2 separate regions of the Gasterosteus aculeatus genome follow, and region 2 is linked to region 1. A link is a contact called in public Hi-C data. All regions are on one chromosome and are shown on one strand. The core of a region is the stretch at or near the end of the contact, and the rest is flanking DNA. Distances in the headings are between cores, read along the strand shown.

Region 1 (5,405 bases), core at 54-2,553:
TGTGTTTGATTGCGTGATGAAGATTGCCATTAAGATGATCTTTACTGTTCCCAAGAAAAAACCCATTTGCAGCCATCAAATCACTAGAATCATTTTGCGGTTTTCTTAGAGGTCGTCCATTTGTCTTGAACTTTACAGCCTAATGAAGGTGTATTGATTTTTTTTTTTGGTAGAGTACAATTGAATGTCAAATAGACGTATCCGCTACATGGTCGGTTTTCCAGTGAATCAAGAGAGGCTACAATAAATAACCATTCTGACACATTATAATATTGTTTGCAAGGCATTTGAGGTGAGAGTTCTGTGTCCTCTGTAGTCCTGTATGTCAACAAGAAACGAAGCACTTGCATCATTGCCTCCTCGTGTATTCCCCGATGTGTAGACGGAGGTGCGACGTGTTCGTGGTGTCTAACACATGATTCACTGCTCTGCACTAACAAAGCAGTGTGTAGCTGGGAGTACAAGTGTGTGTTTGTGATGAAGTCATCGTTTTACAGTTGATATATCTGGGTCAGCTCTGTCTGATCATCCTAGGACACACAAAACACCAGGCTCCCATTTACCGGGTGCATATTGACATCTAGTGGTGGAAATGGACCTTTTATTTTCACACTAGATATAATATCATTATTTGGGGAGAAAAAAAGGGCATAAACACTGTGCAATGAGGATATTCAAACTCACTGTTAATATTTCCTCTGGTTTAAAAAAATAAAATGCAGGTTAACTGCATTCTGGAGGCCTTCGGTCATGCAAAGACTCTGAAGAACAACAACTCCAGCCGCTTTATCAAGTTGTTGACCATCCAATACTGTGACAAGAGGAAAACCCTGCTCAGAGGTAACATGCTCTCCCTTCAATGGAAAATAATTTTCTATACTTAGAATACTCACTAGAGAAGGATGATGCTTATAAGTGTCATCTTCAAAATGTCTTTATTCTGGTTTAATTTAACGCATTTCATTTTATGATTCCACACATTTTAATTCATAATAATTTAATTAGATCAAATATCTGTTAAATGAAGGCCGAAAAAAGCTGTTGTTTTAAAAGTCTGGATCATTACTTTACAGTGATGTATTAGTCATCACATGAGCGTCCCTTCCTCAGGGCTTCTGGAGTGACTAATATTGTGACAAACAAATAGTTGATGGACATAAACCAAACTAGTTTCACATCTGTGGCACAGACTACTTTGCGATGACACCAGCAGGGGGCAGCAAACGCCCATTAGTCTGTCCTCAGAGCACTTCTTTGTGCTCCGTTATTTAAAGTCCTGTTTACCGTCTCTTACCCAAGTTCATTTGGTCAATGAGCCCTCGTTGGATGTTCAGTTCTACTACTAAGTATTAAACAAATCTGATGTTTAAAGCCCGTGTGAACACCCACATGCTGGAGAAGTCTCGCCTGGTCCACCTGCCTCCTCACCAACACGGCTTCAACATCTTTTATTTGATGGCTGAAGGCCTTTCGCCTGAGGAGAACAGCGCACTTTACTTCAACAATGTCCTGGCTCATAGGTTAGTGTCTGTCAGCTGCATATGTATATTATATCCACTATCAAAATGTGAACTGAACTGATTTGCTCTGACCTGGGAGGTTCTTGCCTCATCATTTTGGGGGATTTAGGCCCACATGTTAACATGAACCAATGCCACACTATGTCCTTTATGATCATTTTGTTTCTGTGGTTTATGAACTATTGTTGAACTATTGGTCCAATGTTTCTGTCCTTACTCCAGGTACCTGAGTGGAGGACTTGGACAGAACCCTCCCATGGCGACAGCGTCTGCCCACAGCAGAGAACGCCTCGCAGCAGTGAAACAGGCCCTGCGAGCCCTGGGCTTTAACAAACAGGTATCGATTAGCACTGCGCATGGCTTCTGGTATTGACAGCGGGGATCATTAAAAGTGTTGACCTAACGGACCCTGAAGTAGCCACATATGAGGTCATCAATGCCGTTTCACAACAGGTTTTTCCTTCACACAGTCTGTAAGTTGGCGTTCAGGCGCTGGCTCTTCCAAAGTGTCTCACCTCACAGACGAAAGAACTACTGACCCATTCTACCAAAACACACGCCATACCGGTAGCACCTGGTAGATAACATCACGGTCAATGGTTTTCATTTTCAATTGACCGCTGCGGGAAAATGAGTGATGCAAAGGACACAACAGTGTGTCCTCCCACTTCAGGCACGAGACGTATTTGAAATGACGGTCATCTGTTCCCGATGACATACCCTGCCTCGATACTTTGATCTCTTTGATCCCCCATTTTCTATCATCTATCAAGACATTGATTCATGCCTGCTGAGTGCATGTAGTGTGTGGGACGGGCCGTCCTGTGCACCACCAGCTGTGCTGCCAGGCCGTTATCAGGTCCTATTCTTAGGCTCCCAGTCAGCATCTGTCAGCGGTGAGTGACCACCAGCTCACCTTTTAATCCAGCAGCAGTCAATACATGGGAGGACGGGGGGGGGGGGGGGGGGTTAGGTAGTGCGAGAGACAGGCTTATATTAGAAACCACTAGTGTCCACTGGAGAAGAGGGGAGGGGCAGGGACTAAGAGTGGAAGCGATAGACCACCTATTGGTCTTTGTCTAGTCTAATCAGAGGGAGACTCCTAGTCCAGACACACAGGTCAATCGCCATTAACGCTCCTTTTTTCTCCCTTGTGTCCTTGTTCCCTTCCTTCCCCCTTCCTAAGTAGGGGGAGTCTGTCTGTGTATAGAGTGTCAGACGGAGACTAATGCTCGTGTTTATCTCCCACATATCAGCTCCAATATCCCGCCTTGAGAGAGTGCACAAGGAGACGCAGCGAACCACACACACACACACACACACACACACACACACACACACACACACACACATGCAAGCACACGCCCTCAAACTGGAGCGTCCCCCTCTCAGAAATTCAGAGCAGTGGGTAATAGGGTATTCCATTAAGCGTCCTCTACCCAAGGGCAAAGAGGAAGGAAGAGTCGGACGCAGCAAAATAAATGTGTGAATGAAGGGAGGAGGGTTGATCTGTCTTTAAAAAGCATTGGATTTGGGTTTATTTCTTTCTTTCGTGGAGTTTGTGTACTTTAAGATAAATGTCCTGATTGTGTCGTGCATGTTGGAATTCACGGTCGAAAACGGTGAAAATGATGTTTTTGATCACTATTTCAAAATGTCCAGTTCCTATTTGTTTCCCACTATTTCCCCTCTCTCTCTGCTAGGAGATTGACTCTGTGTTTATGCTGCTATCGGCTGTGCTCCACATTGGGGACCTACGTTTCACTGCACTGCCGGATGCCAATACAGCCTTCCCTTCTGACCTCCAGTTGCTGGAGAGAGGTTAGTGCCCTCCGTCACATGACCGGGTTCACAGCGGGGGTGCATCTCACCCCCTCTGTGTTTACCTTTCTCTGCCTCCTTGAGTTCTGCTCGGCAGTTTGCCACCTGTTTAGTGAGCTGCACTTTCTGCCAGAGTGTAACCACGGCGAGGAGACGGCCTCCGCTTTAACGCTTCTAAAGCCTCTATTGGTGTCTCAGCTTTCTTTTCTTACTATCTCTGTAATTACGCAACCGCTGACCTCCATGTGATGGTAAACAAAACAACATCAGCGTCTGAACGGGAAAGAGCCAGTTGTTGTCAAGGAGATGTGATATAATGGTGATGTCAGCAGATGTATTCTGGGTTGTTGTCACCTGTTTCTGCTTGTTTATGGGTTCTGCTCGGCAATCCACTGATGACTCATTGCTGCCAGCTCTGCTGATCGATTAGCTCAGAGTCATCTGAATTGGGCCTCAGCTGGTTGTGCGCATTTGTTCCGTGGATGTCATCAGCGCTACCTTTCTGACATCCTAATTCTCAATGCTTAATGCTATTTTGATTTTCATACAGTCACTCAGTTCTTCTCTCTGCGCTTTTGTTCTCTGCACAGTTGCCGGCTTGTTGCAGGTGTGCTCCCACGACTTAAGTACCGCCCTCACCTCTGACGTTCAGTACTTCAAAGGTATCCGCTCACCAGCCTCCACCTTCACCTCCCTAGTCCACGTGCATAAGCAGAATTAGTCCATTACTTATCACTGGATTAACCTCAGACTGTTCCAAGTAATTAACGGATCTCTTACCAAGTTGCACTTTTCAACAAGGCATATGTCAAAACAAAACCATTTCTTTAAGTGTTGGCACCTAAACTGAGCAAATTAACTTTACGGATATTGTTTTCTGTGCTATCAACTTAATCATTGTTGCCATGTCCCTTTTGTTTCAGGTGACGTAATAACTAGAGGCCACACAGAGGAGATGTCGGAGCAGCACAGAGACCAGCTGGCAAAGGCGATCTATGGACGCCTCTTCAGCTATCTGGTCAACAGTATCAATGACTACCTACATGGACAAGATGACGGCATCGGGTATATCTGTGTGTGTGTGTGTGTGTGTGTGTGTGTGTGTGTGTGTGTGTGTGTGTGTGTGTGTGTGTGTGTGTGTGTGTGTGTGTGTGTGTGTGTGTGTGTGTGTGTGTGTGTGTCTTTATTTATCACATGTTGTTTACTCCTTCAAAAAAATATATTTTTGAGAGGCCAGGTCGTTGATAACAAACTTCCCTGATGTATTAGTCATCACATGCGAGGCGTCTCTCCCTCCGGGCTTCTGGAGTGACAACACTAATATTGTGACAGGCAAATAGTTCTGTAGTGAAGGTTTGTAATAGTTTGCATAACAGTTTACATAACATTCAGGATTGGCATGTACACTCGAATGATAAATGCAGAACAACAAGGTAGAGGACACGCCCAAGGTTTCTCTGAAGGTCTTGCACACAACAACATAAACACGCACAAACACTTTTAGATGGAGGTTGATGGATCCTTGGTGGTGTTGATGTTATGAGGTTTTATCACAAATCAGATAACCGTCGCTCCATCTCTCGGAATGTGTCTGCTATGCGTTGTCTACACACAAACCACACCACATAGTTGATTTGCCAACGCTACTAACTACTGGCTCACCCTCTTCAGATGTGTTGTTGCACGCGCACAAACATGATAACTCATCAGGATGACACAAGCAAGCAAACCAGTCATCACATTGATCCTGGAGTTAATGTGATAATGTCATACCTTTGCTCTCTATCTGACCCTTTCTTCTAGTGACCCCGCTATGGAAATCGGGATCTTGGACATATTTGGGTTTGAAGAAGTTCAGAGGAACGGATATGAGCAGGTTGGACTATGCCTAGTTGTGTGCATCAATGTTGTGACCCTGTCAACTCTCAAGCCGACACATTTGTTTTCCTAATCAAGCCAAATGCATTCATGAAATTCCCTGATTAACAAAAGCATTCATGACATTCCCTGATTAACATCATTGGCTTGGAAGGCTGCCCTCAGCTGAAAATGTCTTTATGCAGT
Region 2 (5,737 bases), core at 2,039-4,538, 48 kb before region 1:
GGCATCACTTCACTTTTTTAAATTCTGAGAATCGCCGTTTGGTTTTGCCGAGTAACTTTGGTACTTCCTTCTTTCAGTTTGCGCCGGCTCCTCTTAACTGTCAAACTCAGACTTGACCCCGCCATGGATAATATGCATTTCTGCCCCCCCATCACCCACCCCCCCCTCCCCTCAACGGACTGTCACTTATCTCACTGCTGTCCTCTCCTTCCTGTTTACGCCCTGCAACAATCAGCCGGCCTGTTTGTTGGCTTGCGGAGAGGCCGCCATGTGTTTACACTCAAAGAGAAAGAGGTCAAAGACCCATCAGGGCAGGAAGCTGTGAGTGTGGTTAGCCGAGCGGAACAGTATAGGGGAAGCTATTTTGCCCCCTTTTTTTTTGTACAGTGTTTCCTCTGCGTAGTCCCACAGACTAAACCGGAACCAGCTACTGGAGGACGAGAGTGAAGCAACACTTAAGAACGCTTGTTGAGGTAAAGCTGGGGACAACATTGATGCCACCGCTTGTAACCCGGGTCAGCGCGGTTCGGTGTGCGTGCGTGAGCACTCGGGAGACTTTTGTCATGGGCCCGGCGATGGCCGCTCTGGCGGGGAACGGGCAGAGGACAGGTGAAGGCAGGCTGTCCTGGCCGGTGTTCCTGCTGACGCTGGCTGCCGTCACCACCTCCTCCCTGTCGGCCCTGTCGCTGTACCAGCTGGTGGCCCTCAGGGCGGAGGTGGAGGGACTCAAATCGGAGCTGGGCCGCAGGAGAGAAGAGGGCCGGGAGGCCGAGCACGCGGCCCAGGTGAGCGACGGCGAGTCACCGAGGACGTCCTCGCCCGCGCGGATTCGTGGAGACGCGTGGTAACGTTGTTCGTTAGTTTTTCCCCCCCACACACACTTTGTTGTGTCTTTTCAGACTGAGGATGTCAGTGGGGGAAACAGCCAGGAGTCGCTGCACCAACCTGGCCCTCGACACGCCGTCCCCCCGACGAGGAAGAAAAGATTGGTGCCTGGATCAGAACCACTTAGTAAGTCTGAAAGGTCGCTGTGAACATGTGCTGCAGGAACCGGCTTCTTTTAGTTTGAATAGAGTGAAGATTAGTGAGGGTTTTTTTTCAAAACCATGAGTCATTCTGAAAAAGCTTTCCAGTGTTTAATGTGGTGATTAAGTTCTTTAATCCATTCCTTATTCTCATGATATTTTGTATGCCAACATTTTCCGTTCGATTATTTATATTGCTCAAATGAGCTTCACAATTTGTACGGACCCTGCAGAAAAGGAAGGAATCCCTCCCACGAATGCCACTGTAGACAAAGCTGAGTCGGATGACCTGATGACCACTTAAAACTTAAAGTCTCTGATGCTCGACCATCAGCTCAAGCCACTTAATAGTGCAGTTTGTCAATGGAATATGGCCCAGAAAAGGGAAAAAGAGACCAACATGGGAAAAGCAGCATGCAGATTGTAAGGAACCCTGTGACCCGCATGAACATGTTCTTGTATATTTTCTTACAGTTGCTCAGCCTTGCTTGCAGTTGTTGGCAAACAATAGCCGGAGAACCTTCAGGAAAGGTGCAGTATTTCTTGTCCTTTTTTTTTTTTTGCTGATAGTGAATTTCATATTCGCTTTGGACCGATCACAGTTAGAACTTATTTGTATGAATTAAATGCAATGCAGTCGTGATGATTTGACGCGTTCCCTGATGGACTCGTTGTTTTCCCGGGTGCAGAATATAACTCTGAGCCGCACACGGGGATCCCCTGGCAGGCCGGTCTGAGGAGGGGCTCGGCCCTGGAGGCCGATGGGGACAGCATGCTGGTCAGAGAGGAGGGCTTCTACTTCGTGTACAGTCAGGTCAGTCCGTCTCGGTCGCGTCGTTCCACCGACTCTCCACTCGAAGGCGCTGCTGCTCCGCTCGCCACCATCTCGCACACCGGGGGAGGAGGGGGGGGGAGTGTCTATCACACATTGCAGGGGGGGGGGATGATGTGCTCGATTCCAAGCGCGCAGTGGTTTAACAGACCTTGAAGAAAGGTCAGATAAAGAGGAAATGCTAATGATGTATGCATAATAAATGATGTACCCCTCACCTGACTGTCTCTCCGCGTTAACCTTTAGGCACTATAATTATGACAGGCCATATGGTCCTTTTTTTTCTATAAATGTCTCAGAAAATGTCCTTTTTTGTGAGTAGTTGTCATTATTATATGTTGCAAGTGCTTAAAATCCTTTACCTCACTGCATAGATTGAGCCCAGTGTTTGTGACGTGCTCAGGTCTACTACATGGACAGCACCTTTGCAATGGGTCACGTGGTGATCCGGAGGAAGAGGAATGTGGTGGGAGACGAGCCTCAGTATGTGATCTTGTTCCGCTGCATCCAGAACATGAACCCCGTCCACCCTTACAACACCTGCTACACAGGAGGCGAGTTATTGTTTGTGTCGAGCTGTGCTCACCCGACTTTACAGCAGCTGTTACGGGGGGTCAGCCGCTGTTCTCTAGTCAAGCTTTCAAGCGAGTGTCTGTGTGTCTGTGTGTGTGTGTGTGTGTGTGTGTGTGTGTGTGTGTGTGTGTGTGCACGCGTGTGTCAGTGGTTGTGGGATTGTAGCAAGAAGAAAAAAAGAGGAATTGCAGTTCAACATCTAATGTGCATTTGAATTGCTCAGGTATTGTGAAGCTGGAGGCCGGGGACCACGTGGAGCTGCTGATCCCTCGGTCCACAGCCAATGTGTCCCTGTTCGGAGACACCACCTTCCTGGGGGCTGTCAAATTGGCTTAAAATGCGTCACCCGATTTTGGGTCCGGAGGAACACTGTGGCGGTGGGGTTAGGGGCCGCGATGGGAGAGAGAGCGACGCAGCGCCGGGACGGTGACCTCGTCTGACTTTGGCTGACGTGAATCTGTGAGGTGAGAAGAATACAGAAAGCAGCCATTTCTGTTACGGCTGAGCGAGAGACTGAGCAGGCTGCGCCGCCCGAGGGCACACGAAGGGGACTATCAGTCGATGGCACGGCGTTTACTCTTCAAATACATGTAGCTACTAACTGTATTATGCTCATTTCTAAGAAAATCAAGTACTTTACCTTCAAATAATCCCTGAGACGTGACTTGTACTTGTGTCATTCTCATACTGCCCTGATCCATAATCTTTCCTCCTGTAGCATTCCTCAAGGTTTTACATATTTCTTCAGGTATTCAGACACACTTGTATCATCTGATAGCCATCATCTGATTTCACGTTATTCAAATTAAAATGCAATAAAAGTGACAGTTCTGTGCAAAAGATTTGGCGTCAACTAGAATCTGGGTTGGAGGTTGTTGCTCATCTGTCGGCCGTGAGAAGGAGGAAGGAGAGAAGGAGAGAAGGAGGGACTTCCGTGTGACAGAACATCCTGCCAGGCAGCAGAGAGCCGAGGCCGAGCAGGAACACTGGGTCTCAGGTAAAGGTGGCTATTTTTAGATTGAGGCTGTTCCACGTTCAAAGGGGCTCCTGAGGAGCACGGAGGACCTGGTGAAATGTTCTCAATGATTCTTTTTGCTATTGGCAGAGGGAGACTTACACCTGGGATTCAGACGCATTTTGACCAATTGGTGACCTAACTAAACATTCTGTGAAAATTACCTGTAATGGAGTTAAAGGAACCTCTATAATATTAGAGTACGCTGTAAAGTATGGCTGTAATACGTTATTTTCATACGTTATTTTCATGGCGTTATTATTTTTTAGCGTTTTGCCGAATAAATGATCGAATCGGAGCAAATGTTCATTAACTGAACTACAAAATGATTTACACAGCGTACATTTCCCTAAATTTTATTAGCAACACAACAGTGGAACACGGGACAATGGGAACTTACATTCTGTGATATTCATTTATTTAACAAAAAGGTTTGTCTGATCTAAATGTGTCGCTCTAATCTGCTGTCAGGGATCAACTTAGACCACTAACACAATGCTCACTTTTGGATAGAAATGTTTGTTTGGTGGCAGTAACAACCGTTTTAGCATATTAAGAAAAATACAACGCCCTCTAAGGGTTCGGGGCAGAATGCCTGAAAGGGACATCCTCCACATCGCAATATATAATGCTACAATTAATGTTCAGATGAAATTGATTAATAATGAATGAGAATAAGTAGGAATAAATAAGTCATTAAGTTGGCTTTTTAATATGATATATTTAAAAAAGAGACGTCCCAATATCACAACATTGTGATGTTTTTTAGCCAGATATACGTTTTTACTTTGAAGATAGCTGTGTGAATATATTTCTGCCTAAGAGTTCTCCTTTACCTAACTCTCAAACACACACAATGGCCATCTGTCTGGGGCAATTCTCTGGGGCAAAGAGTTAGACAAAGCCCCCCTGGGTGGCCACTCCTTCACTCGGCATGTTGCCCTCGGAGTCATGGCTCCATTCGACAAGAAGAGACCAGAGGGGGGGAGTAAGAACGTCTAAAATAGAAGGCCGAGCAAGAATGATTGAAATTGGACTTAATGGATAGCAGGGTGTCCACTAGAGAGGCCGTGGGGTCTGAAGCAGCGATGAACAGAGTGCGCGGGCCAGACTCCCTGCACCATGCCGACACGGAAGTCAGAGAAGCTCTTTGATGATGCAGTAAACAAGAGCAGGCTGCTGCACAAACACACCGGGTTGCACGGACCGCTCCTATAAACGTGTCAAGCATGATGCTCCCCCCTCCCTCTGCGCCAGAAATGTCTTTGTGCGGTGCCATGGAGACGGCTGGTGTGTTGGCGGAAGCTGATGTCATTGTGGGCTGCCGTCTCAAAAGAGAAACCAGCATCTGACCGGAGAATCAGGAAATGAGGCCTGCTGTGTACACATGCTGGCACTGTGTGTAGTTCACACACACACACACACACACACACACACACACACACACACACACACACACACACACACGTGATGCGAGTTCACAAATTTTTACATGCTGAAAAAAAGATGACAGATGTCCCATATTAGCATATATATTATACCAACACAACACAGTGAGTTTGTCTCATTAAACTATGGAGTGAACACCCATCTGCATTCGAATGGTAAACATTTTATTTCCTTTATTTTTTAGCTGAACCTCAGAAAGAAAAAAAACAAGTCTAAAATGTTGACACACTAATATAAAAAAACCTGACATGGGCTCAACGGGGTGTTCGACACGGTGGTTCCGTGTACCTTCTCTAGTATTTGGGGATTACTTTGATCTGCTGCGGTCGGACCAAAGTAATCAGGCTGATCCAGCGGCCTGCAGCTCGACTGGCAGCGGCACTGCGTGCATTTCTCACTTAAGTGCGGATTTGGTTTACCCGCTCCTCCAAAGTCTAAACGCCATGTTCTGTGATTTTAAATTTTTTTTTCCAATCAATTGAGCTCGAGACACAAACTGTGCTTGAGCTGAAAAACGTGACAGAATTAGTGGTTTGTTCGTTTTGTACTGCGTTAACATTGGAGCTGGTTTAGATTATTGTCCCCTGAATGCATCTTTTGGAATATAAACTGATCATCTCTCTGTCTCCACATTCAGCTTCATGGCTCCATGATGGAGCTTTGGCAGAGTCAGCAACATTCATCTCTGTCTGTTTATGTGTTGTACACATTGTCATTGTTTGTAGGCCTGTATATCCCTGCGTTGTTCGTTTGTTGATGTCACAGTCGCTAAAAACCTTTTAGTTGACTGTTTAGACTAATTTCATGTCTACCTAAAAGGGAAGTGAAACCTAATTCAGTCAA

Evidence for each region. Hi-C and Micro-C count contacts between places; a contact is called where the count stands out from the background.
Region 2: a Hi-C map of skeletal muscle shows a contact between it and region 1, with 3 times the contacts expected there. The contact joins the promoter of myo16 here to the enhancer-like site in region 1. A contact is called at or near these places in 3 of 6 Hi-C or Micro-C datasets (skeletal muscle and whole body).

What each region holds. Positions count from the first base shown.
Region 1 is chr16:8,456,794-8,462,198 of fGasAcu3.hap1.1, reverse strand. myo16 (myosin XVI) reads left to right here. Exons shown (of 37, transcript XR_013452968.1): 16 at 723-840; 17 at 1,373-1,520; 18 at 1,743-1,857; 19 at 3,224-3,341; 20 at 3,932-4,003; 21 at 4,265-4,406; 22 at 5,145-5,217. Among protein-coding and RNA genes, the nearest start is that of LOC144388742, 44 kb to the right of the region's middle. Within about 2 kb of position 1,303, at least 2 of the 9 cell types and tissues checked have open chromatin away from gene starts, as enhancers often do.
Region 2 is chr16:8,506,082-8,511,818 of fGasAcu3.hap1.1, reverse strand. myo16 (myosin XVI) reads left to right here and starts at 3,288. Exons shown (of 37, transcript XR_013452968.1): 1 at 3,288-5,737. tnfsf13b (TNF superfamily member 13b) reads left to right here and starts at 200. Exons shown (of 6, transcript XM_078090281.1): 1 at 200-785; 2 at 900-1,011; 3 at 1,500-1,556; 4 at 1,715-1,839; 5 at 2,261-2,411; 6 at 2,654-3,270. The coding sequence starts at 495. The coding sequence ends at 2,766.